Linked DNA regions of Zea mays: regions 2, 3, 4 and 5 are each linked to region 1. A link is a contact called in public Hi-C data. All regions are on one chromosome and are shown on one strand. Each heading gives the region's core, a stretch centred on a gene start, on an enhancer-like site or on the middle of the called end of the contact. The rest is flanking DNA. Distances are from core to core; before and after follow the strand shown.

The links. A called contact is a pair of places that touch in the nucleus more often than the background predicts.
Region 2: a Hi-C map of tassel shows a contact between it and region 1, with 5 times the contacts expected there. The contact joins the promoter of LOC100193580 here to the promoter of LOC100272480 in region 1. A contact is called at or near these places in 4 of 25 Hi-C or Micro-C datasets (bundle sheath, leaf, leaf mesophyll and 1 more).
Region 3: a contact with region 1 is called in a Hi-C map of tassel, with 4 times the contacts expected there. The contact joins the enhancer-like site here to the promoter of LOC100272480 in region 1. A contact is called at or near these places in 3 of 25 Hi-C or Micro-C datasets (bundle sheath, endosperm and tassel).
Region 4: a Hi-C map of leaf shows a contact between it and region 1, with 4 times the contacts expected there. The contact joins the promoter of LOC100276847 here to the promoter of LOC100272480 in region 1. A contact is called at or near these places in 9 of 25 Hi-C or Micro-C datasets (bundle sheath, ear, endosperm and 3 more) and 2 of 3 datasets of contacts at active chromatin or transcription factors (leaf and seedling).
Region 5: a Hi-C map of bundle sheath shows a contact between it and region 1, with 4 times the contacts expected there. The contact joins the promoter of LOC100276771 here to the promoter of LOC100272480 in region 1. A contact is called at or near these places in 4 of 25 Hi-C or Micro-C datasets (bundle sheath, ear, leaf and 1 more).

The regions. Positions count from the first base shown.
Region 1 is chr1:103,507,376-103,512,106 of Zm-B73-REFERENCE-NAM-5.0, forward strand. LOC100272480 reads right to left here and starts at 1,902. Exons shown (of 1, transcript NM_001146951.1): 1 at 544-1,902. The coding sequence starts at 1,850. The coding sequence ends at 1,221.
Region 2 is chr1:103,927,990-103,932,720 of Zm-B73-REFERENCE-NAM-5.0, forward strand. LOC100193580 (dihydroflavonol-4-reductase) reads left to right here and starts at 1,885. Exons shown (of 4, transcript NM_001138687.1): 1 at 1,885-2,472; 2 at 3,455-3,658; 3 at 4,620-4,731. The coding sequence starts at 2,137. It overlaps LOC103644826, which reads left to right. Exons shown (of 4, transcript XM_020542065.1): 4 at 537-1,333. The coding sequence ends at 1,043.
Region 3 is chr1:103,845,142-103,849,872 of Zm-B73-REFERENCE-NAM-5.0, forward strand. No RefSeq gene overlaps it. Among protein-coding and RNA genes, the nearest start is that of LOC103637719, 67 kb to the right of the region's middle. Within about 2 kb of position 2,075, at least 16 of the 20 cell types and tissues checked have an H3K27ac peak or open chromatin away from gene starts, as enhancers often do. A contact at or near this core is called in bundle sheath and tassel, where this site is marked.
Region 4 is chr1:103,208,605-103,213,335 of Zm-B73-REFERENCE-NAM-5.0, forward strand. LOC100276847 (NADH dehydrogenase [ubiquinone] 1 beta subcomplex subunit 10-A) reads left to right here and starts at 2,323. Exons shown (of 2, transcript NM_001416002.1): 1 at 2,323-2,691; 2 at 4,149-4,407. The coding sequence starts at 2,406. The coding sequence ends at 4,279. LOC100277622 reads right to left here and starts at 2,213. Exons shown (of 3, transcript NM_001151134.2): 1 at 2,023-2,213; 2 at 1,816-1,926; 3 at 1,308-1,642. The coding sequence starts at 2,113. The coding sequence ends at 1,569.
Region 5 is chr1:103,763,385-103,768,115 of Zm-B73-REFERENCE-NAM-5.0, forward strand. LOC100276771 reads right to left here and starts at 1,978. Exons shown (of 4, transcript NM_001150485.2): 1 at 1,197-1,978; 2 at 942-1,086. The coding sequence starts at 1,457.

The DNA of each region.
Region 1 (4,731 bases), core at 652-3,151:
AATGTTTGGCTGTGATAGCAACAAGAGCATACTTCCACTGTAGGAGCTCTGCTAAATATGTCCTAGATACACTATAAAAATTTTAACGTCCAAAATATAGTTTAAATATATGTGGATCGAACTTTGTAATTTTTTTTTATTTTTCAAAAATGTTTATTGATCAAAGCTTATAAATTTTGCTTCTTCTCCGTGCGTATATTATTCAGCAAGCGAGGAAGCTGCTTCTCCCAAAAACAATGGGCCAGAAACAGAAAGGCTATGCGCGGTGCGGGAGCCATTCACCAAAAGAAAAATGGCCCAGAAACAGAAACACAATGCGCCGTGCGGTAGCCATTCACCCCGCTGCATGTGCGGACTGCCGACTGATAGTTGGCTGGCCTGCGTAGGTGCAGTGCAGTGGTGCACACAATCCAACCTGCTTGCTCGAGCACCAACACGGTATGATTCTAGCCTACTCGGTCATCGGTCATACGACTGGTACACACATCTGCAACAACACACTGGTACTAGTATTAGTAGTGATTTATTGAGCTCAAGCTATATAGCGAGGCAGTCCTCTATCGACTATCAATGTAGAAAAACAGGATTACACACTACTGATTTTAGATCACTAGGATTGCACATTTGCACACCCATTTTAGGTCACCAGGAGCCTAAGTACATCAACTGCTCAGTAAATTCAGCTATTCATCCAGCTACAAGGTCGCACTAACACATCTATCAAACACAAACAGTAATGATTAGAGTAGAGGCAAACGAGGTGACCGTCGATGGCCCAGCCGTTTTGCTGCGGCCATCGTTATTTTTCGCCGCGCGTTCGTCCCGTCGGCGAGGTTCCTTGTTAATTATTTTTCGCCGGTTCCGTAGACGGCGGTGACAGTTGATTTACCCTGGTGCTCCCTCCGCCGCCCTCATCCGTCCTCATATGTACACCAGTCCTAACAAAACACAGCAGATGAAGCAGGTGACCACCGGACACCGTCCACACCCCACGCGGACAACGATCAGCACGCGGGCACCAACGCCGGCGAGTCGCACGACGCGACCACATCGACCGCTGGGGTGCCTGTTTCCTCGTCGTCGTCTTCGGCGTCCCACAGGAAGCTCGCATAGGACCCGAGCACGTAGCTGCACCATCACAGCAGTACCATACCAATCAATAACCGATCGATGAACGAGTGAGGTATCACGGCGTGGAACTGGAAGCATCGGAGTAGTCCTCACCAGTCATCCGGGGCGGCCTGCACGGCGCGCTCGAAGTAGGCCGCGGCGCGGTCCTTCTCCTGGCGCGCCTCCCAGATGACGCGGCCGTAGAGGCTGAGCAGGTCGGCGTCCCCGGGGCACGCCAGCAGCGCGCGCGCGTAGCAGCCCTCGGCGCCCGCCAGGTCGCGCTCCACCTCGTGCAGGTACTTGCCGTAGTTGCGCAGCAGCAGCGGGTTCCCGGGATCCACCCGCAGCACGCGGCGGTAGTACTCGCCCATGTCACAGCCGCCGCCGCCGCCGCCGCCGCCACGGCCTCCGCTGCCGCCGCGGTGGCTGCTGCCGTTCCTGCCGGCGCCGGCGCCGTCGAGGCCTGCTGGCGCCTTGCTGTTGTCATCCTGGCGCTCTTCCTCGTCGGCCACGATAATGGCGGGGATCGGAGCGTGGCGGACGAGGACGGCGGATCTCGCGAAGTAGGCGACCTCGGCGTCGGACCTGGCTCGGCGGAGCGGGAGGCCGCGCGGGGACGCGGCAGCCGAGAGCGGGGTGAGGTGTGGGGGTGGTGGCGGGAACCTGGCGGTGCGGGAGCGGTGGGGGCGGCCGGCGGAGAGGGAGGCGGAGCGGGACAAGGTGGCTGCTGTGGCTTCCATTGTTTGGTAGGCAGAGATCAGGGCCTAGGCCTCGGGGCTCGGGCGGTGGCGGTGATGGAGGATTGGCTTCTCTTCTCCCCCGCCTTGTTTCGTTGTGTTGTTTTATAGCAAGACAAGGGACGGAAGATGAAGGCGACGACGGAATAGAAGGCTTGGCATGTGACGGCGAGATTGACGGCGTCGGCAACCGCGGGTCATGTGGGACGCATCACGCACGGCGAGGCGGGGAGGGGGAAGCGTAGGGAGAGGAGGGGCACGTGAAGCGGGGGGCCACGTGTTGGGGCCACCGTAAAAGTCGCGCCACCAGGCATGCACCGATGACGATAGAGAAGGACTCGCCGGCCCGACCGTGCGGTGCGCGCCTGGGCGGGGTGCGTGCAATGCATCTGCAGCTGGTGGTGGGGCTGGGCCGCCGCTGGTTTACCCAGTTCCCCGGCCGCCCAGCCGCGGTTCTGGTCTCGGACGGAACCTTGCATGTAACAAGAGGCAGACTAGCCAACAAAACTGTTGCTTGTTTTTATTTTGGAAGCTAAATGTAATCCTGTTCGTGCCTCTAGCCCTCTACTACTACGAGTACATGAAGATGCAGGCTTGCAGCACGCCAGCACCCTCGCAGTGAAGATACACGAACGGCCGGTTTTTTCTCTCAAGTTTTGCCTAGTCACATAGGAGTACAAATGTACGTGGTGTGCAGATGTGTTTAGCTGTTGCAAAGGCATGGCCGTGCATCGACAAATTAAAGAGTCGTCGTTACACGGTGCGTCCGGTGCACTGCAGCGCTGGTGACATCTACACTACACTACACGTCGCTTTACCTTTTTTTTTCGTCGCAAAGAAACAAGAGCCCCAAATACGTTTGGACGGACGGCCGACAGCGCTTCCGATTGCGGCGCATGCACGTCCAAGTCGAAACAGACAAGAATAATGCAGGTCCGTCGATCTATGGGCCGATCCATATCCACACATACACCTCGTGGTGACGTCATGCATGGGCCCTGTTCAGCGAACCAGACAATTTAGGCAGGAGTAATATATAATTTTAGTTTTGACGATAAAAATATTAGATGAAAACATATATTTGATAAAATCTGATCTACATTAATAAAAAATAATTAATAATTATTTCTGTAGTTGGATGAGGATAAAAAAAACCTATAATACTAAAGAGAAATTATAAAATAGTAATTAAATTATATTAACTACTTGTACAAGTATTGTCTTAATTATCTAAAAGTTCAGCTGACTAAAATATAGGAGAAGTGCTTATAGGATTTAGCATCTCTTTAGTGTCGATCAACAAAGTGCTATACAAGTATACGTAAGCAAGTTAGGCTTTCTGTTTTATGAATCTATCATCTCGGCGTTACCTATTGTCACGCATATTGTTCAGAATCGTATAATCCCACGAAACAACCTGTGATAAAACTCGCCTTTGCCTATTCTGATATTGTCCATAATCAAAAAATTGAATTAGTAACTGAGAATTAGAGAATAGATTCAGCGGCTGCAAAAATCATGTTTAGTAAAAAACGGAAACAGACAGCGCCATATACTGTTGTAATTAGGGACGGCAACGGTGAATTGCCCGCCGGGAAATAGCTCCCCGTCCCTGTTTCCGCCATGATTTTTTCCCGCGGTGATCCCACGAACGCTTGTGGGGAACATTTCTTTCCCATCCCGTTCTCCGTGGGATAAATCTCCAACGGGCATCACCATCCCCATTTAAATTATAATTAAGACATACATTCTTTGTTATTAATATTAAAAATTGTCATTTATACACATCGTCAGATTTAAGAAATCATTATGCATACATCAAAATGAACACATTTATATAATTAGTGGTTTTTTGACACAGTAATTATTTATTTTTGTCGTTAATCTATACACAAAAACATAGTCGCGTGCAAGTTTAATGAGTCCACATGGAGAACGGGGATAGAGAATGCTTACCCGTCTCCATCCCCGTTTACCTGTCGAAGGCTAAATTTTCCCGTTTATATCCCGCGGGGGAAGTTTCTTCTCCATCCCATTCTCTAAGGGCTAGTTTGGGAGTCTCAAATCCGTAGGGGATTGGAGGGGCTAAAATCTCGTCCTTATTCAATTTTTAATAAGAAGGTGATTTTAGCTCATTCAATCCCCTCCGGGATTTGGACTTCTAAACTAGCCCTAATGAAGGAATTTCCCACGGTGAATCGAGGATCGGGTCCTCGTTGCCCTCTCTAGTTGTAATAGTATAATTGTTAAGAATTATGTAACCTTAGCTGGGCGCCCTTGCTAACACTGTGTCAATCTATAACCTGTAAACTCTCTCGATGATAGGCCTGCTGGAGCAGAAAGGCAAAATTGAACTCCTAGCAATTCATGGCATCCAACTGTTAGGCACACGTCAAAGAGACGGAGGGGTTTAAAGCATTTTTTCCTGACTTTATCGGCATCCAAAGTATTTTTTGACAAAAAGAAAAAAAAAAGGCGTAAAATAGTTTCCGAAATCTGAAATTGTTTTGTTAGAAACAGGATCTAAACACCACCGGCCATGGGCGGGTAAACCTCGGACTTTACCATGCAGGACAACTATAGTCTCCAGGACCACTGGGACGTCCTGCTGCAGTCTCCCACGTTGCTGCTAAGCTAGCAGCCTAGCACAAGAGAACCATCGTGCGACAGCTGTACGGAGCCATTCGTTAGAACTAGTTGGAAAATTTGCATGCGCGACACGTACGTACATGACGTGGTTGTAAGGATAGTCCACCCATGCCTCCTATCTTACAACCTGCGCCCACAAAGATGCATCATGCATTTGTCTTGGCCTGATCCGCTGATCGAAAGAGAATCTCCAATATACCTACACAGGGTCTATGCTATTTTTGAAAATATAAAT
Region 2 (4,731 bases), core at 635-3,134, 420 kb after region 1:
ATTAAGCCACCATCATCAGCAACACCGACCAAAATCACTGGAAACCCACGGTGGGATCCTTACTTTAAGGTATCTTGCGGGTTAGACCTATTTCTATCCAATGGTCTTATGTAGAATTTCCAATCCTTACATTTTTTGTTCCAATGGGAAAATAGGATTGCATCGGGGCCATTGACGGCACACATGTTCGAGCCTCTGTTCCTAAGGAAATGGAGGCTGCATTCCGTGGTAGGAAGAGTCACCCTACTCAAAATGTAATGGCAGCAGTAGATTTTGATCTAAGGTTCACTTTTGTAATGGCCGGATGGGAGGGGACAGCCCATGATGCCCTCATTTTAAGAGATGCTTTAGAACGAGAAAATGGTCTTCGTGTCCCTGAAGGTAAAAACCTTATATAAGTTATTTCTTTAATTGTGACATAGATAATTACTAGTGTAGCTCATATACACAGATAATTACTAGTGTAGCTCATCATCACCCTCATTTTATTGAATGCAATGTTGATGTCTATGCACTAATTATCTTATTGCATGCAGGATGAAAGAAACAAGGGTGATGATGAATTTATAAACAAGCCTCTTCCCTACTATGGCAACCTTGCTACAATTTTTGGCAATAGTGTTGCATCAGGACGATTTGCAAAGACATCAAATGACCCTCTTGCTGTTGATGATGGTGAAGATGTGCAAAAGGAAGGGTGTATTGCAACATCTAGTGCTGTCCATGAGAATGACCCTGCAGCAACATCTGCAACTAAACCATCCAAGAAGGCCAAGAGGGAAGACAATGGTACTGAATTCTTAGTTGAAGCATTTCAGCATGCCACTCAAACACTAGCCAGTGCCATCAAGGAGGCAGCAAACAAACCTTTGCCAGCTGGTTTGTTTGAAGCTGTAGACAATATTCCAGGATTTGAGATTGCGCACAAGTCCAAGTATTATTCTCATTTGGTTTCTAATCCTGACATTGCACATGCTTTCATGGATGTGCCATTGCTTTACAAGGTCTCTATGATTACCGACTTCGTTAATGAGAAGTTTTAGGCTTTATGGTAATCTAATAATACATTTCACAATTTGTATGGATCTATGTAAGGACCTATGTTTGTTTGAAACTATGTATGGACATGTGTGTGATATGTTATGAAACTTATTTTTGACATAACACTTTTGTGATGGTTGTATGGATGAGTCATGTGTAAGATTATGGAGTAATTATTATACATTTTATGATCTATAGTTATATTTGTCATCTTAAGATATGACTAATGGTTGTATGAATGTGTCATATCTTAAAATACAGATTGACTAATGGAGAAAATTATCTATTTGCACTCATCAAACAAATATAGAGCATAGCCACTCCATTATGCTTTACTCTTGAACCAAACACAAAATGAAATCGCTCCGTTCTACTTCACTCTAGAACCAAACAAAGGATGGAGCCACTCTGTTCCAGTTCACTCTGCAACCAAACAAAAAACAGAGCCGTTCCGTTCCAGCTTACCAAACACAAAACAGAGCGGCTCCATTCCTAGAATCAGGGATGGAACGGTTCCGTTCTAGTTGGCTCCTGAACCAAACACTACCTTAAAGATGTTTTATAGGATACTGTTAAAGTTTATAGACGAAAAATCTTCTAGAGTGCGTTTACCGTCGTCTCTTGGACGCAGCAGTAGGGGAGCAGGCGAGCACGCCCAACCAACAACGCCAACGGCAAAAGCACAAGAGACACGACGGCACGGCACGGCACGGCACGGCACGGCACGGCACCGCACCGGGAGTCCATCCGTCCGTCCGGCACGCACGCACGCCCTTTGAATGCCCCCTCCCGCCTGCCTGCTGCCTCTGACCCGGCCCCGTATCGTATGATTCATTGATTCGTATCTCCTCTCCTCTCCCGGCTCGGAATAACCCGTCTCTCTCGCCCGCCCTGTCCTTGCCGGCCGGCCCCGGCCCCGGTCTCTTCTCTTCTTCTTCTTTTTCTTCCCGCTATATATACTGCGCGCCTCACCTTCCCCTCTTTGCAATCCGTATCATCATCTTGGCCTCGTCAATCCACCACCACCGTCGTCGCTGAGCTCCTCCTCCGGCTTCGCTTCGCTGTCTTGCCTCCTCCTCGGTCGAAGAAGAAAACATGTGTCCGGGATCCGTGGAGTCGTCGTCGGCGGCGGCGGCGGGCAAGAGCGTGTGCGTGATGGACGCCGCGGGGCCGCTGGGCCACGCGCTCGTGGACCGCCTCCTCCGGCGCGGGTACACCGTCCACGCCGCCACGTACGCCCGCGACGGGGAGGAGGGCGCGGCTGCCGCCGCGCTGCTCGGCCACCTGTCGTGCGCCGCCGACGCGTGCAGGCACCGGCTGAAGCTGTTCCGCGCCGACCCGTTCGACTACCACGCCATCGCCGACGCCGTGCGGGGCTGCGCCGGCGTCTTCTGCATGTTCAACACGCCCGACGACCAGGCCCAATGCGATGTGAGTACAAGACGGCAGCTTGCTTGATTTCTTTCGCCTCTCTCTCTCTCCTCTGCATATTAGTATTAATCCGGGTTTTCCCCTCGAAGAAACGAAAGCTCGTTTGTAGGAGTGACTTGTAGGTAGTAGCGCTCACTGCATAAAATTGGATTGGATTGGATTATGCTCTCCTATACTAGTAGACCCAGCCAGAGCTTATACTAGCACTGTAGCATGAACAGGGACCGGGACAGCTGGACAGTGGCAGAGGAGAGGAGATGAGCCGATCCTGTGCTACCTTTTCCTCCCTTTTCCATGAATCTCCATCTCCCTCCTCCCTGGTCTAGGCTGTTTGGTTCGTTCCAGAGGAGGGCTGGGACCCGGACCTCTTCATACTCCTCTGATGATGATGACCCATTAATGACACAGCTCATGTGTGGTGTGGCTGTGACTTGTGACTTGTGATGAGTGAGCGTGCCCCTTCTTCCTCCTCCAGCCTCCAGGCTCCAGCTCCAGGTGCGGTGTGAAGTCCCGCTCCTGCTCCTGTCCTACCAGCGTACTACTCCAGTAGTACAGTGGAGTAGCCGAGCGCATTTAATAGCTGGACAAGGTGAGAGGAGGAAGCTCACACACAGCACAGCACAGAGGGACCGCAACGGAGCAGAGAACTGGGCCACCAAACTGAACCAACCGCGGGAAGGGGAAAGGGAACTCGAACCCTTTTCCTCCGCGTGCATTAAAACCCTTCACATGGGCATGGGCATGTCAGCTGCTGCCCCTTCGTCCTCGCCCCTGCTTGCTGGCTGGCTGGTCTGCTCTGTCCCGTCCGTCCTACTCCTACGAGCAGGGAGGCCAGCAGGCAGCTAGCACGCAACGACTGCACGAGCTGGTTGACGAGCGAGCAGGGAGGCCAGCAGGCAGCTAGCACGCACCGACTGCACGAGCTGTTTTTTCTGACGAGCAGGTTTTATTAATTTGGTTGTGCTGCATCGTGCGTGTGCAGGAGTCGACGGTGGAGACGGAGGTGCGCGCGGCGCACAACGTGCTGGAGGCGTGCGCGCAGACGGACGCCATGGAGCGGGTCGTCTTCACCTCCTCCGTCACCGCCGTCGTCTGGAGCGGCGCCGGCGCCGGCGTCGGCGCCCACAGGGAGGAGGTCGCCGACGAGAGGAGCTGGAGCGACCTCGCCTTCTGCAGGAAGTTCAAGGTGCGTACGAGTGAGCGACTCGCTGTTTTTTTTTAAGTTCCGTTTCATGGATTAGTGCCGCCCGTGCCGTGCATAGGCAACTTTCATCAGACAACAGTGGTTACCAACCCCCATGATTTCCATCCAACCATCAAATCGAAGCCGATGGGATGAGGCTGCGGCGCCCTGGAAGGCCACACGGCTGCTTGGCCACTTGCCCTGGGTCGTCCTCATCCTGCAGCCCCCGGCCGAGCGATACCTTTCACCATCGATGGTCGAGTCGATCCATCCCTTATCCGTTGGCTGTAGCTTCCCGCACCTGTTTTGTGTGTGGGTGCCTGCAGTCGCGTGCCACTCCAGCCCTGCCCCTGCCGCGCGACGCAAGCGTGCCTGGAAATCAGGGTTCTTGGTGGCCAAACTCCATTTTAAAGGCGTCCCTGAAATATCCCTTCCTTACCTTGATGAGCACAGCACAAAACAGGTCCATTCAGAATCAGGCGTTGTCTACGAGTCACAGAGCTGTCTCTGTCTCTGTCTCTTGAGGCTGGCTGTACAAGTCCAAGCCTGTGCGCATCAAATGAGGAGTGGCATCAGACATCAGACTCCAGACTGCTGAAGCTGACCTCTCAACTGTCTACGGCTCGGGATTAGGACACAGAAAGAGAGTCGAGTAGTAATTAATTAATTAATTAATTAAACCAACTAACAAACACGTACACGTCATCATCAGACGCACTACCACACAACCAACACCAAGAGTGGTTGCTGGTTGCATGCATCTTCTTCGTTTTCGTCCTCCATGCATGTGCGTGAAACACTGCATGCAGGCTCCGATGGACAAAAACGACAAACACTGCATGCCAACTGCTGTCCGTGCGTGAAACACGATTGGGGTTGCCGACCGACCGGCACACGCACGGACGCAGCCAGCAGACGACCTGACCTGACCTGACCTGTGCTGTCTGCCTCTGCGCGCATGCAGCTGTGGCACGCCCTGGCCAAGACGCTGTCGGAGAAGACGGCGTGGGCGCTGGCCATGGACAGGGGCGTCGACATGGTGGCCATCAACGCCGGCCTGCTGCTGGCCGCCCCCG
Region 3 (4,731 bases), core at 825-3,324, 340 kb after region 1:
TACATCTTGTCTTAGAGTAGAAAAGATAAGAATGATCAGAGTAGAATAGTAGAAGGTGAGACAGGATCAAGATAAGTATAGAAAGAATCAGAGTAAGGTAAGTAGGTAAGGGTTTTGTCCATTTCTATCTAGGTTTTGTCCTACAGTCAACATTTTTCTCTGATACCACTTCTGTCACACCCGGTTTTAAGGGACAAAGCCGGGTGCATCTCATACATGCGCCAAAGAAGACAACACATATAATAACAGAGTGTATAGAGATAAATGTCACAATAATCAGAGTACTTATTATATAGCGGAAGACTTACAAAAATAAAAGATAACTATAACAGGATCTAAAATCCATCCTTGGCGCTAGAAAGTCAACTGGGAGACGCCACCTAGATCGAATCGAACTCCTCGATGTGTGACTCCACTTGAACAACATGTTCTTCTCCTGTGGGGGGTGTGAGACAGCAAGGGTGAGCTCACACATGTTCATCGCTCAACAAGTTGTGGGGCATAATGTGCATGAACTCACCAAAGGTGTGAGTTCATGTGAAGTGTAAGGCAAATCAATGTAATAAAGGCTGAAGCTGAGCATTGCTTTTATATCTTGGTCAAAATTTTATTAGCAGTTACTAAGTGTAAGTAAATACCAAACCATAATAATAATAAGTAAAAGTAATAATAAAATAATCCTAGATGCAATGCAAATGAAAAATTGAATTTAAGTTCCATAAGTTAATCAAGTGAGTGTCCGAGCCGCTCATGACCGTGAGCACGGCTAGTATACCAGTTTTACACTCTGCAGAGGTTGCGCATCTTTACCCACAAGTTGTGTTACCCATTTGCCACAGAGTTGATCAGACCCCATACACCTCTACCAAGGAAGCGAGGCAGGGTACCACTACGAGGCCTTTACAAAGTTCCACTAGCTTCAGAAAACCGCTACAGTTTATAGGAAGCTCCAGTGCAGGAATCCCTCGCATGACCGCCATCGCAGCAAAATCAACCCAAGGACCTCCCTACACTGACCACTCCCCTACTGCCCTTGCCCCTTTCGGGTAAGGTAGTCATCCACTAGCTTTCCTAGTTAATCAGCCAAGGGCGTCCCATTAAACCCTTGTGGTAGCACTGTTTTCCCGTGTGGTTCTCCATGTTCCCATTAACATAATGATCTTTCCATGAACAGTAAATAATAAACAGATAATAAAAAAGTATTAAAATGAGTAGTGAATATCTCTATACCCAAAGCCACATAAAGCAATAGCATGTACTACCCAAAAATTTAGTAGTAAAACCAGTGGTGAAACAAGGTATAAAGATAGTCAAAATCTAGGGTAACCTATTGGGTCACATCAAAATTAACCTATGCAGATCATTATGATTAATAAGAACATGACTGGGTAAAAAGGAAGTGATCAAGGGCACAACTTGCCTTCAACGAGGTCCTACTCAGCAGTCTCTACCAGCTGAACCTCAGGAACCTCTATGACTTGCTCGTCTACTCGCATCAACACAATACATACATAGTATAGCAAAAATTAACATCACACTAAACATGTAAATAAAATACACAATAATAATCTACACATTAAAATAAGATCATAAGAACTGGGATCATTAAATTTGGAGTTATAGATTTTTAGTTGTGACTTTCCATAGATTTTATGTATTTAATACCAGATTATGTAATAGATAAATTTTACTGAGTCTTTCATGCCAAAACAGAGGCACTAATGGATGAACAATAATATTACAAAAAATTTAGGAACTAGAATGGACCAATTTGGAGTTCATAAGAATTTTTTACAAATTAAACAAGTTTCTGCAATTAAATATGTACGAAAAACTATTTTCTAAATAATTTTCCTGGTTTTATCAATTATCTGGACTGGGCCTCAAATACAGAGAAGTGCAGGGGGCAAAACCGAAGTCTTCCCAAGACACAGACCACTGGCGCTTGGAGTGCGGGTTAATTCCTAAGAAACCCAGGGGCTCTTAAGAAAATGTGCCAGGGCCGAAGAGGTATCGAGGGTTTTCAGCCGCACAATCAAGATTCTAGGGCCTGGATGAGATCTAGCCTTTTAATGAATCGGTACGCGCTGGGGATCGTCGATTACGCCTTCTACGGTCATGATTTTATGAGACGAAAGGGTACGCCTAATCAAATCATGGCCACCCAAATCTAATCTGACGCTCAGTATTTAATTTGTCAAGATCTAATCCTAGCCGTTTGCTAGGGGATCAACGGCCATCGTCCCATCATCTACCCCACGCCTGCAGCCGAACTCCCCACGGCGGCGCGCGCAGAACGCGACGGCGCCATTGCCGTGAACATCGACCCCGCCTTCTACTACCCCACTGCGAACACGACTTCGTTCAAATTAAAGGGGAGGAAAAGGTGAATGCGTCGGTGGATTCCTTACCGGTAGATAAGGGGGGTAGATGAGTTAGCCACGGTGCCCCAATGTTCGGCGGTGGAAGATTTCTCCGATGAGAAATTGCCCATGCTTGGCCGGCTTCCCAAGCCCAGTAACTCCCCGCATGCACTTCACACCCGACGATGAAGTCACGGGTCCAAACACCCAGTGGAGAGTCGACGCGGACGGAGGTCACCAGCAGTGGGTGATCGATCCTGCGGCGGCGGCAGATCTCCCTCCACCCTTCTGCTTTCTCTCCACGGCACAACGTTCTCAATGGTGTAGATGAGGGATGTTGTGCGGGGTCGGGGATCTTCTCCCCCCTTTTATGGACGCAGGGCACAAGTCAGCCAGCTGCCCGCCGAATCTGTGATGTTGGTTGGGATTCGGCGAGGAAGACGGAGCATGGGCTGACCGGACGGTCCCACCATGCAGTTGCAGTCGTGCGCGCCGATAGCGAAGTCCCGACTGACCCACGGGTCCCGCCTAGAAGTGACACAGCTAAGTACGCGCGCGGTTACGAGTGGCCTACACGGAGGACCCACCTGTCGGCGCCGAGAGCCCAAGGCGCGCACGTGATTGCGTCATGCAGTCGAGCCCACACGGCAGAGAGTGAAAACGCATCCCCTGGACAACGTAGGCCGGTGACGCAGGGGTTCAGGTTAGGCTGAAAATGGCGTCCCGGCCCAGTAAGCTCCCTATTCGTTTTTTTCTTTTTATTTTTCTTTTATTTTTTTCACTTTCCTTTCTTTTGCTTTCAAATTTAAATTCCAATTTCAAATCCAAACTTCCTAGTACATTTATTTTCTCATAAAATGTACATCTTAAACATGGTATGAGGGAGTTTTACTTATTTATTTATTTCGATGTCTATTTTGTGGTACTAGTGCTCTTCTCCTCTAATCCCCAAAATTCAAATTTAAGTCTTACTTCCAATTTGGGTATTAATATATTCCTTTTTTACTTTATTTTTATGTTATCACAGAATGCACACAAAATAAAACCTCAGCATGATGCATATTCCATTTTTGTATCATTTGTTTTAATTCATCTCTCTTAATTAAAGGTATGCTCTTTTAAGATGAACATATGGCACATAAAATAAGGAGATCGACTATACTCTCTTGAATACATTTTTTTGGGTTTTACAGGGATCCCAAGCAACATACCAAGACATAGAATAGACATTTCCAAGTGATCATACACCCAAGTGCTTAATAGAATCACTCGGTGATTAGCGTAGGTGCTTTGCGAAGTGCTTAGGTAAGTTAGACCGCTTTAGCGCTTGCTCTAGATGAATCCTAGTTAATTGAGTGAGTTTAGAAAAACCACACAACCCTCGGCTCTTGCGAGAGACGTTGTAATTGTACCGAGTGGGGTGAGAGTCTTGCGAGACTATGACAACCGCGTTTGTGTCACGGCCACCACCGTGTACCGAAGCGAACGAGGCTCGTGGCATTTTCGGCCGGAAGCTCAATAGTGGAGACAGAGGGGAGCGTCCGAGAGCAGCCGGAAGCGAAGCACCACTTGCGCGTGGAGAAGGCCTGTGGCTCTCTACGGAGTTACTCGGCCGTGGTGCTTGGCCCTCGCGTGGGCTTCCCTTTGCGTAGGGGCACCAACGAGGATTAGTCAGGACCTTGCGTGGTTCCGGATACCTCGGTAAAAATATCGGCGTCATCCACGAGAGTTTGCATCTCTACCTTGCTCTTTAAGCTTCCACATTTATATTAAGCACTTAAGTTTCAACCTTGTCTTTATACTTAGATTATTTAGGATTGAAACTTAGACATTGTAGTAGAGATAGCAACACTTAGACAAAACCTAGTTTGCACATTCTAGTTTGATTATTTGCATAAGTTTTGCTCTAGGGATTTATTTGTGGCCTGGTTTAGAGAAAGCTTAAGAAGTCGAATTCACCCCCCCCCCCTCTTAGGCATCACCTTTTTCCTTCACTCATTACTGTGATTCAGATGCAGTGAGTGTTTGACGAAGACCCTTTTCGAACAGCCATCAGTCATTCTGAAGCCTTCAGAACACCATTTTGAGCAGGAGGCACTTGAAATAGCAATCACAAAGTTGCTATTAAAGTCATATTGCAATATTATCAGGAAAAATGTGGTGGACTTCATACCAAAAACAGTTATGCATTTCTAAATCAAACTGGGCACTTTTGCAACAATATAGAATCGTATAGGTTATCATAACACAAATTTGGTACTTTGAAACTACCCCATCACATCACTTAATACCTAGGTTCCTGAATCAAACTGGGATGATCGTCAATCCTAGCAAAATGGTATGATAATTTATATGCAAAGCAAACAAG
Region 4 (4,731 bases), core at 1,073-3,572, 300 kb before region 1:
GCCTTTAAAGTATTGCTTTGTTTTGTTTTGTTTGCTTCTTGTTTAGTGTTACCAACTGCTCGGCGATAAAGAGCATGTAACATAATAGATATAGAACCTGCACATTCTAATGCAAAGTCAAAGCACCAATTTGGCACTGTATGCATGCCAAACCCAAAAGGTAACCATAATATCTGACTAAAGACATTGTCATATGGGTAGTCAAACAAGAGCAACCAGTAGACCACAGAAACATTCGACTGCAATTATATGTGTGAATGTGTAATTACTTCAAACAAATTTATGTCATCAGTCAATGCCTCAAATGTGTGACTACTACATTACACAAAAAAAGGTGGTATGGCTGCTAACTTTTCAACTACTTTCACCACTACTCTCCCCATGATGGAAAATGCACACATGAAGTCAAATTCAAGCACAAGTCGAAGCATCATTCTTCAGTGTTAAACTGACAGGGAACACTTCTCTGGAAGAAATAACTGGTGCAAAGCCAGCATGGCCTCTATAAGAAAGCTGAATCGCAGACCCTACTGACTACTGTTACACCATTCACATCATCTTCACAGCTTTCCCATTGTTCATATGCATTCGTGTATGGCAGTGTGCATTTACATTTGACAAAAGAAAAGAAAAATAATAGGAAACACCAGGATTATCATACAGGCTGATCTATTAGTCAAGTGCCATGATTTCACTGCAGAACATATAAGATTTGCCGATAAAGCAAAACAATTTTGAGAAACAATGTACAAAGCACTACCAAAACCTTAAGACACTTCACATTCATAATTCATTGTAAAGTTCAAAATGGCTAACAGAAGATTTTGGTAACGAAATTCTTGTATATATGAACACTTGTCGTTGTTAAGGTACGTACAATGGAAGAGTAAGTCATTAAAAGGCGTACCCAGTGCCGTAGGCTTCCCGCACTGTGTAGGGCCTAGGAAAAGGTATCTTTAAGTACCAAGCCTTACCCGCATAACATGCAGAGGCTGGGGCCCGAATCCGGGACCTTCCGGTTACAGACGGTAGGCTAAGAGTAAGTAATTAAGATCACTAAATAATACAGTTTAATATGAGGCATGGGACAGTGCCATACAAAAAGACAGCTCAGAAAAAGAACATATCTATGTTCTAACATTTTTATGTTAAGATATGAATTTTAATTTGCAAGCTTTTCAACTTACAACCGAATTAAAGGTATTCTAATACCAGTGATCATAAGAACTAAAGACAACATAACTTTGTTCAATAATTATCGATGTATTTGCTGTCTCCAACTAAAGTGGCAATCATGCATATCTGTTCAGAAAGAAAAGGATGGATCATGAATGTAAGAAAAACTAGGCAGGTTGAGTTTGTAGAAGATAGGAAAGGCACAAGTCATAAACAATACCATGACATTGAAGTCACAATCACTTGAAAAATCCTTACATGTGTCTGAAATTGAATTAGCAGGAAGCAACCAGATTGATTTGAAACATGAACAAATCATCCTTGATGCTACAGCCTTCACTACCATCATGGAGTCATGGACCAGGCTTCTTGCAAGCACAAGCATGTACACCCTAGAAGTTCCTTGTTTTCTTGGATGCTTGCCCCAACTCTGAGAGCTTCCCGTTTTGCTTGGGCAGGTAAGCACCTGATAAACACATGCCCCCCAATGGGGTACAAATAAAATCGGTCGCAATCGTATAAGGAATGTACACAGCTCATTCATCAGGAACAGAAGCATTAAACTCAGGCCATATAGACAGATTTAAAAAAAACTGATCAGAAAACCATCTGTTGCTATTTTTGTGTTCCCCTTCTTACCAGGCCTGGAGACGAGGTTGATGCGGGACCGCGGTGCGGCGAACATCCAGTTGTCTTCGTCGAGAGACCTCACCTCCCTCTGCAGCGCCTCCATCACCTCAGACTTGAGTTCTGCAAGGCCAACCAATCGGTCAGTCACTCTGACTCTCTGAGGCATTCACCTGGCACCGCTTGCAAAAGGGAGAGAGAGATAGAGGGGCGTATCACCAGCCAGGGCCTCGTCCTTGCGGTAGAGCGCGTCGATGGAATCAGCGACGTCTTCGGCGGCCGAGATGGTCGACCTCGCCGGCGAGCTCATCGCGCCGGCTCTTCTCGGATCTGCCCTCTCCACGTGGCTGAACTGGCGTTTCCGCCTGCAGAGTGCAGACTTCGGGAAACAGTGAGTCGGCGACAGAAGCTTGTCTCTTGGCCCACCTACGCTTCATTCTGTTGGGCCGACTAACAGCCCACAGGCCTGGTTCGCATAATTAACTCATCGACCCATCAGCTCCGTCTCCCATCCGACCGAGCGGACCACACCAATCCCACACCCCCACCCCCACCCCCACCCAATCGGAAGACCGTGCGGCCGCCGGCCGCGATCGGAGAAGATGGTGCGCAAGGCAAAGGTTGAGTTCGATGAGCAGCCACCGGATAACTTCGACCCGAAGAACCCATATGCGGACCCGGTGGCTATGCTGGAGTACCGGGAACACCTGGTGCGGGAGAAGTGGATCCAGATCGAGACCGCCAAGATCATCCGGGAGCGCCTCCGCTGGTGCTACCGCATCGAGGGGATCAACCACCACCAGAAGTGCCGCCACCTCGTGGACCAGTACCTAGAGGCTACACGCGGCGTGGGTTGGGGCAAAGATGCCCGACCGCCCGAGTTACACGGTCCGAATCCCTTCATGCCTCGTCTTACCCTTTGATCGGCATGATCGATAGGTCTATATGGCTGCTTCTTCTCTGGTTCGCAGAGCCCAAGAAGATCATCGAGGCGGAGTAGCTGCTGCCTCGGCTTCTCGTGCTGCTGTTCCTGGATTGGAGGGGTGAGGCCTGCTGAAACTAAGCACATTCTTTCCTTTCTATGTATGTTGTGTGGTAATCAGTCTGAGTGGTGGAAACCGAAATGCATTAGAACAACTCCAATCATGAGTTCTATAATTGGGCCTTATATTTTGATTTAGCTACTGCTACTCAAGTCAATTTGTTTAGGCCCAAATTGAAGGATAGACTCCAAACAGTGAGCCTTAAACCGTGTGTAGGTTGCAACTGCTGCAGGATTTCGGTCATTTGACGCCATCCGTCGCCCGTCGTCGCTACTCCCATGCCCGGCTTGTTCTTTTCCTTTTCCTGTCCTGAACTAGCCTCAATATACTGGAGACCAAGAGCCGACAGGGAATGTCTGGATCGTGCAGGAACCTTGAGAGAGATGGCTGATGCTGCAGACCTAGACGACCGATGATGCATTATGACCTACCACATTGCTCTCCTCATCGGAGTGTGCTTGCAACTGTATTACTGATTTGATGCAGGTTACTATTGTTGTAACATTGGCTGCATCCTTTGCGATCTCCTTTTTCCCCCCTCATCACATATGTGTACAGTGGCCTGTTCAATGCTTCATAGAAGCATATAGGCTGATGTCTTTTTCATCACTGTGCAACTTGCCACCAATATTCCATCTCTGTCGAGTCCAACACAGATAGAATTGTACTGTCTTTTTTCAAAGAGGTGCAGAGATCAGGCACACCAAAGCAGCAGCAGCATCCTATTGAAGACCAGGATTTTGAAGAATCTATAACTAATCAAGAAGCAGACCATTATGATTGTTGGTACGAGAGCAGGAGATCAGGTGGCACGACAAAAAGTAGGCTGAGAGCGCAAATGTATTGTTAAGTAACCAGGTGACATTGTGCTGCATAACAAATGAATGAAGTCAAATGAACTGAATAATTGTATATGAAGTCCAATGAACTGAATAATTGTATGAGCTAAACAATTGCATAACAAATGAATTGCTCACAGATTCAGAGTTTCAGAATATTAAGCACTAGGCTTTAACCAATGATAGAATTATGCTCAGCATGGGCTTTAACCAATTCACATTGCAAACCTACTCAGTGAACAGCAGAGTTTCAGTTTTTGCAAACCTATTGAATTGCAAACATATAAAATACTTTGTATAGATTTTTAGGGAAGTGATGTTCCATAGATTTTTATCTTGGTAGTGCAATATGAAAGCAGTTCTACTACTGCTATTTTCCTTACTAGTATTGCAAACATCGTACATGTGTGAGAGGGAATTTTATGACAGTGGAGAATACATGTTTTTGTCTTCATGTTTCTAGGGAGGTATCAGCTACCATGTCTTGGACCCGAGACCGAGACTCATCCAGTTCAAGGAGCTCCCGCGCTCACCAGTGTAGGATCCCCTGGCCTGGCAGCCCCTGGCTTTCCCTCTCTGAATGATGCCACGTAGCAGATCAGGAAAGGAGCAAGAAGACGGACCAGAGGAGGCGGAGGGATGGAGAGGGATCGGGGCCTTCGACGGCACATATGGGAACGAGTACGAGATGGGAACGGGACTGTCGAGTGGTGGCGGATCGGGAGCAGATGTTGGCGGCGGAGAAGAAGCCTGAAATATTCGTGGAGGTTGAGAAGAGCGCAAACGGTATAGGGCCACGCTTCTCTGTGTCTCAAATATCCTACCCTTCAAGTTGGGCCCCAAAACGTTTAGACAAATTTTATTGAAATGGGGCTCCTGTTGGAGCTCTCCTTTTTTGTTTAGGCCCTATATTTTAATTTGTTTCTATGTTTAAGGCTCCTATTGGAGTTGCTTTACAAAGCCATTTGTGATGCTGGTAATTCATTGCAATCACTTTGGGGCCAGTAGTCACTTGGGAGGGGTTAACCGGAAGTAGAGAATAGAAT
Region 5 (4,731 bases), core at 728-3,227, 260 kb after region 1:
GAAAGCTCGGGTAGATCCAGGCCCCGGGCCGCCTGGTGCAGCGGGCGACGGGCGTCCAGGCGTGGGTGCACGCGGAGGCAGCCAGATGCGGGCTTGTGCTGCCGGACACAAGTGCACACTGCGCAGCGATGGCTGCTGGCCGGTCAGGTAGATGTATCGTGTTCCTTCTCTTTTTCTATGACTTTTCACGATTTCATTTTTTTATATTTCCGGTTAGATTAAATTTTGTTTTTTGTCACGTACGTTCAATATAAATATAAAAATAGAAACCGGTAAAGTAATAATAACTTTAAAAATAAAGAAGAAAAACAACACAATACATGGCCTCTGAACTTCAGACCTTTGAGCGAGAAATAGATTTTCACACCACCAAGTTATTAATGTAATCTTGATTAAAGATTAAACTCAGGTTATTATAACCTGATTTAGTTGATAGTTCAAAAAAACAAATCCTGAAACTAGATTTTTAGTAGTTCGTTGTTCACTTTAAATCTAGATAAATGCCTCTTGGACGTATACACTAATGTAGTGGTGGAGGTAGAACAATTTTCATGTGCTGCACCTCAGGTCTAAATTCTAATGGCATCATTGCTTTAGATACGAGCACACGGAAGATTGATCTTTGTTCGAGTGGTATTTACAAAAATATTATTCTCAAATTTATTTTACATTATCTTATTTGTTTATTCTTGTCTTTATGTGTGTGTGTTTTAAAAAATAGTAGATCCTACCTCTGCATTTGGAACAATTGATGAAGAGAGAAGATATTGCTCCACAACTCGTATGTTATAGCTTTTGAACTATATTGCTCCAATTATGTTGAAATACACACACGGTGTCATCCTATATTCCTATTACTTCAATGGAACAAGTGTAATCCATGAAACAAGCAGTAGGAAGATTGCATAGAGCAATTTGAAAATAGGGCGGTTGGGTAGTACCAAATCCTATCTGATCCTTGTAGGATGAAAAGGGCTCAGGAGCGTCATCCTTGCTGGGCGGAGCGACGTCCCTGACGAGCTCAGCATACTCCTTCCTCTCCTGTGTCTCCCGGAGCTTCTCCAGCCTCGCCTTCAGCTCATCGCTCTGCAAACCAACCACATGACAGACTAAACCGAATCAGAATCAAAACCCACCTATTTGCCGGTACGCACAGGCCGGGACAGACAGTGCCACCAAAGACTGAGAGAAAGAACCTTCTCACGAGGTTTCGGGCTGGGTAGCACGAAGTCGGCGCCCTGGAGGAGGTCGCGGAGCGGCGGGCGGGTGTCCGGCGAGGTGGCGCACCAGATGGCACGCAGAGAGCGGTAGGAGACGGCAGGGTCCGAGGCTAGGTCGGAGGCGAGGTCACGAAGATCGGCGGGCAGGCTGACAGAGGCGGCGGCGGACGAGAGGAAGGAGCGAATGGGAGCGGTTGCTGCGACGGCGAGGCCCGTCACGGCGGTGGTCATCGCCATGACTGGCTTCAGGGAACCCAGCTACCGGACGGAAAAGAACCCGCCGTAGGAGGAGCTCTATGGCGCGGAGTCTCGCAGAGCACCTCGGTCCGTCTCCGGCGGTGGTGATGCGACCGAGCGAGGAGAGACTGAGGCAGCGGCCTAGGTCGGGCGCTCGCGACCGGATCTCACGAGGGCAGCAACACGAGGCCGTGGGTGCGACGTGGAGAAGGGGGCGCAGGAGCAGGCGAAGGCGCCGGCGAGGAGAGGAGGCGCGGGCTCCGGCAAGGAAGAGGGGGAGGCGGAAGCAGCGAATGAGCTCGTGCGCTCCACTCGTGACCGGATCGCACGAGTGCTGCAACGGCGAGGCCGTGGGTGCGGCGGTCAACGGGGTGGAGAAGGGGCGCGCAAGCGCCGGCGATGAGGAAGAGGAAGAGGTGGCGACGGCGAGGTGGGAAGCGGGAGGAAGGGGCCGGCAACGGCGGGGTGATGCGGGTAGAGCAGGGAGATCGAGATTCGAGAATCACCCTACAGCAGTGTTACCCATCCCGTTTGTGAACTGAATTCCGTCCGTTTCTGAAAACGGGAAATAACTGAATTTCGCATTCCCGAAGGGTTTACGTATTCAAATTCAAAAATTCGAATTTCGTATTTCCTGACCAAATTTCGGTGTTTTTTTGACCGGGAACCGTATTTTAGTTAGAAAAAAATAAAAAAATTGGTATAATTTGTCTGTATTTATTCAAATCATGTTGCACAATAAATAACAATATATTCACAAATAATTTAATGTCCAAAATCACATAAACCATACTTATGCAAATAGAAACCCGCAATTTGAGTGCAACGCAAAGCAAAAAGGTTACAATCATGTCATACAGTGATACAAGTATATATAAAGTTTTCCATAACACAATTCTTCACACAAATTATGTACAGACCATATATTCTACTGGAATCATAGTATTCCGGCATGTGTTGAACCTTTCGGGTATGCCATCATCAACAAGTCCGCAACCGAATGATGTCGTTGTGAATGAGGTGCTCCATAACTTGTATCTTGGGAGGTATGGTGTCGTGGTTTTGGAAATCAAGAGGACAATAGAATTTGTGTCCAGAAGGGGATGTTCGCGCGGACTCACTTCGAATAATGAACCACGTGGGATTCTGACAAGGCGTTTGAGACAGAAAGTCATACTTAAAAGGTAATTAGGCTTACACCTTTTTTCTAATTGATTTTGGTGATTGAATTGCCCAACACAAATAATTGGACTAACTAGTTTGCTCTAGTCTATAAGTTCTATAGGTGCCAAAGGTTCACAATAAGCCAATAAAAAGACCAAGAAAGGGTTCAAAAAAAGAGAGCAAAAGATAACCCAAAGGCACTCTGGTCTGGCGCACCGGACTGTACGGTGTGCAACCGGACAGTGTCTGGTGCACCACCGGACAGTGTCCGGTGCACCAGGGCACTCGAGGCTGAACTCTTCACCTTCGGGAAATTCAGAGGGCACTCCGCTATAATTCACCGGACTGTCCGGTGAGTCACCGGACAGTGACCGATGCACACCGGACTATCCGGTGTGCCAGCGGAGCAACGGCTACTTCGCGCACAACGGTCGTCTGCAACCACATTTAATGCGCTACAGTGCGCGCCAGAGTCAGAGCACGCGCAGTTGGCGCACCGGACAGTCTACAAGACCTATCCGGTGCACCACCGGACAGCCCATAGGCCCCACAAGTCAGAGCTGCAACGGTCGAACCCCAACGGTCTGCTGACGTGGCTGGCACACCGGACTGTCCGGTGCACCATGCGACAGCACACTTCCAACGGCCATTTTTGGTGGTTGGGGTTATAAATACCCCAACCACCCCACATTCATTGGCATCCAAGTTTCTGCACTTCTACACCTTACAAGAGCTATAGCATTCAATACAAGACACACCAAAGAGGTCAAATCCTCTCCCAACTCCACACAAAGCCTTAGTGATTAGAGAGAGATTTGTTGTGTTCATTTGAGCTCTTGCGCTTGGATCGCTTCTTTTCTTTCTCATTCTTTCTTGTGATCATCTCAATTGTAACCGAGGCAAGACACCAATAGTGTGGTGGTCCTTGCGGGGACTTGTTGTCCCGTTTGATTGAGAAGAGAAGCTCACTCGGTCCGAGTGACCGTTTGAGAGAGGGAAAGGGTTGAAAGAGACCCGGTCTTTGTGACCACCTCAATGGGGAGTAGGTTTGCAAGAACCGAACCTCGGTAAAACAAATCATCGTGTCTCTCTCTTTATTTGCTCACGATTTGTTTTGCGCCCTCTCTCTCGGACTCGTTTATATTTCTAACGCTAACCCGGCTTGTAGTTTGTGCTTAAGTTTGTAAATTTCAGATTCGCCCTATTCACCCTCCCTCTAGGCGACTTTCAATTGGTATCAGAGCCCGGTGCTTCATTAGAGCCTAACCACTCGAAGTGATGTTGGGAGATCACGCCAAGAAAGAGATGGGGACCGGCGAGAAGCCCATTACAAGCCACGGGAAGGCTCCATCGGGAGAGTCCTACAACAAAGGGAAGGGGAAGGAAAAGGAATCCCCTTCACACAAGTCGCGTCGGAGCGGTGACAAGAAGAAGAAGATGAGGAAGGTGGTCTACTACGAGACCGACTCCTCGTCGCCATCCACCTCCGGCTCCGACATGCCGTCCGTAACTTCTAAACGCCATGAGCGCAAGAAGTTTAGTAAGATCCCCCTACGCTACCCTCGCATTCCTAAACATGCGCCATTACTTTCCGTCCCATTGGGCAAACCACCAACGTTTGATGGTGAAGATTATGCTAGGTGGAGTGATATGATGCGATATCACCTAACCTCACTCCACAAAAGTATATGGGATGTTGTTGAGTTTGGTGTACAGGTACCATCCGTAGGGGATGAAGACTATGATGAGGACGAAGTAGCCCAAATTGTGCACTTCAACTCCCAATCCACCACTATACTCCTCACCTCTCTAAGTCGAGAGGAGTATAACAAGGTGCAAGGATTGAAGAGCGCCAAGGAGATTTGGGACGTACTCAAGACGACGCACGAAGGAGACGAAGTGACCAAGATCACCAAGCGGGAGACGATCGAGGGGGAGCTCAGTCGCTTCTGGCTTCGCTAAGGGGAGGAGCCACAAGAAATGTACAACCGGCTCAAGACCTTGGTGAACCAAGTGCGCAACCTCGGGAGTAAGAAATGGGATGACCATGAGATGGTTAAGGTTATTCTTAGATCACTTGTTTTCCTTAACCCTACACAAGTTCAATTAA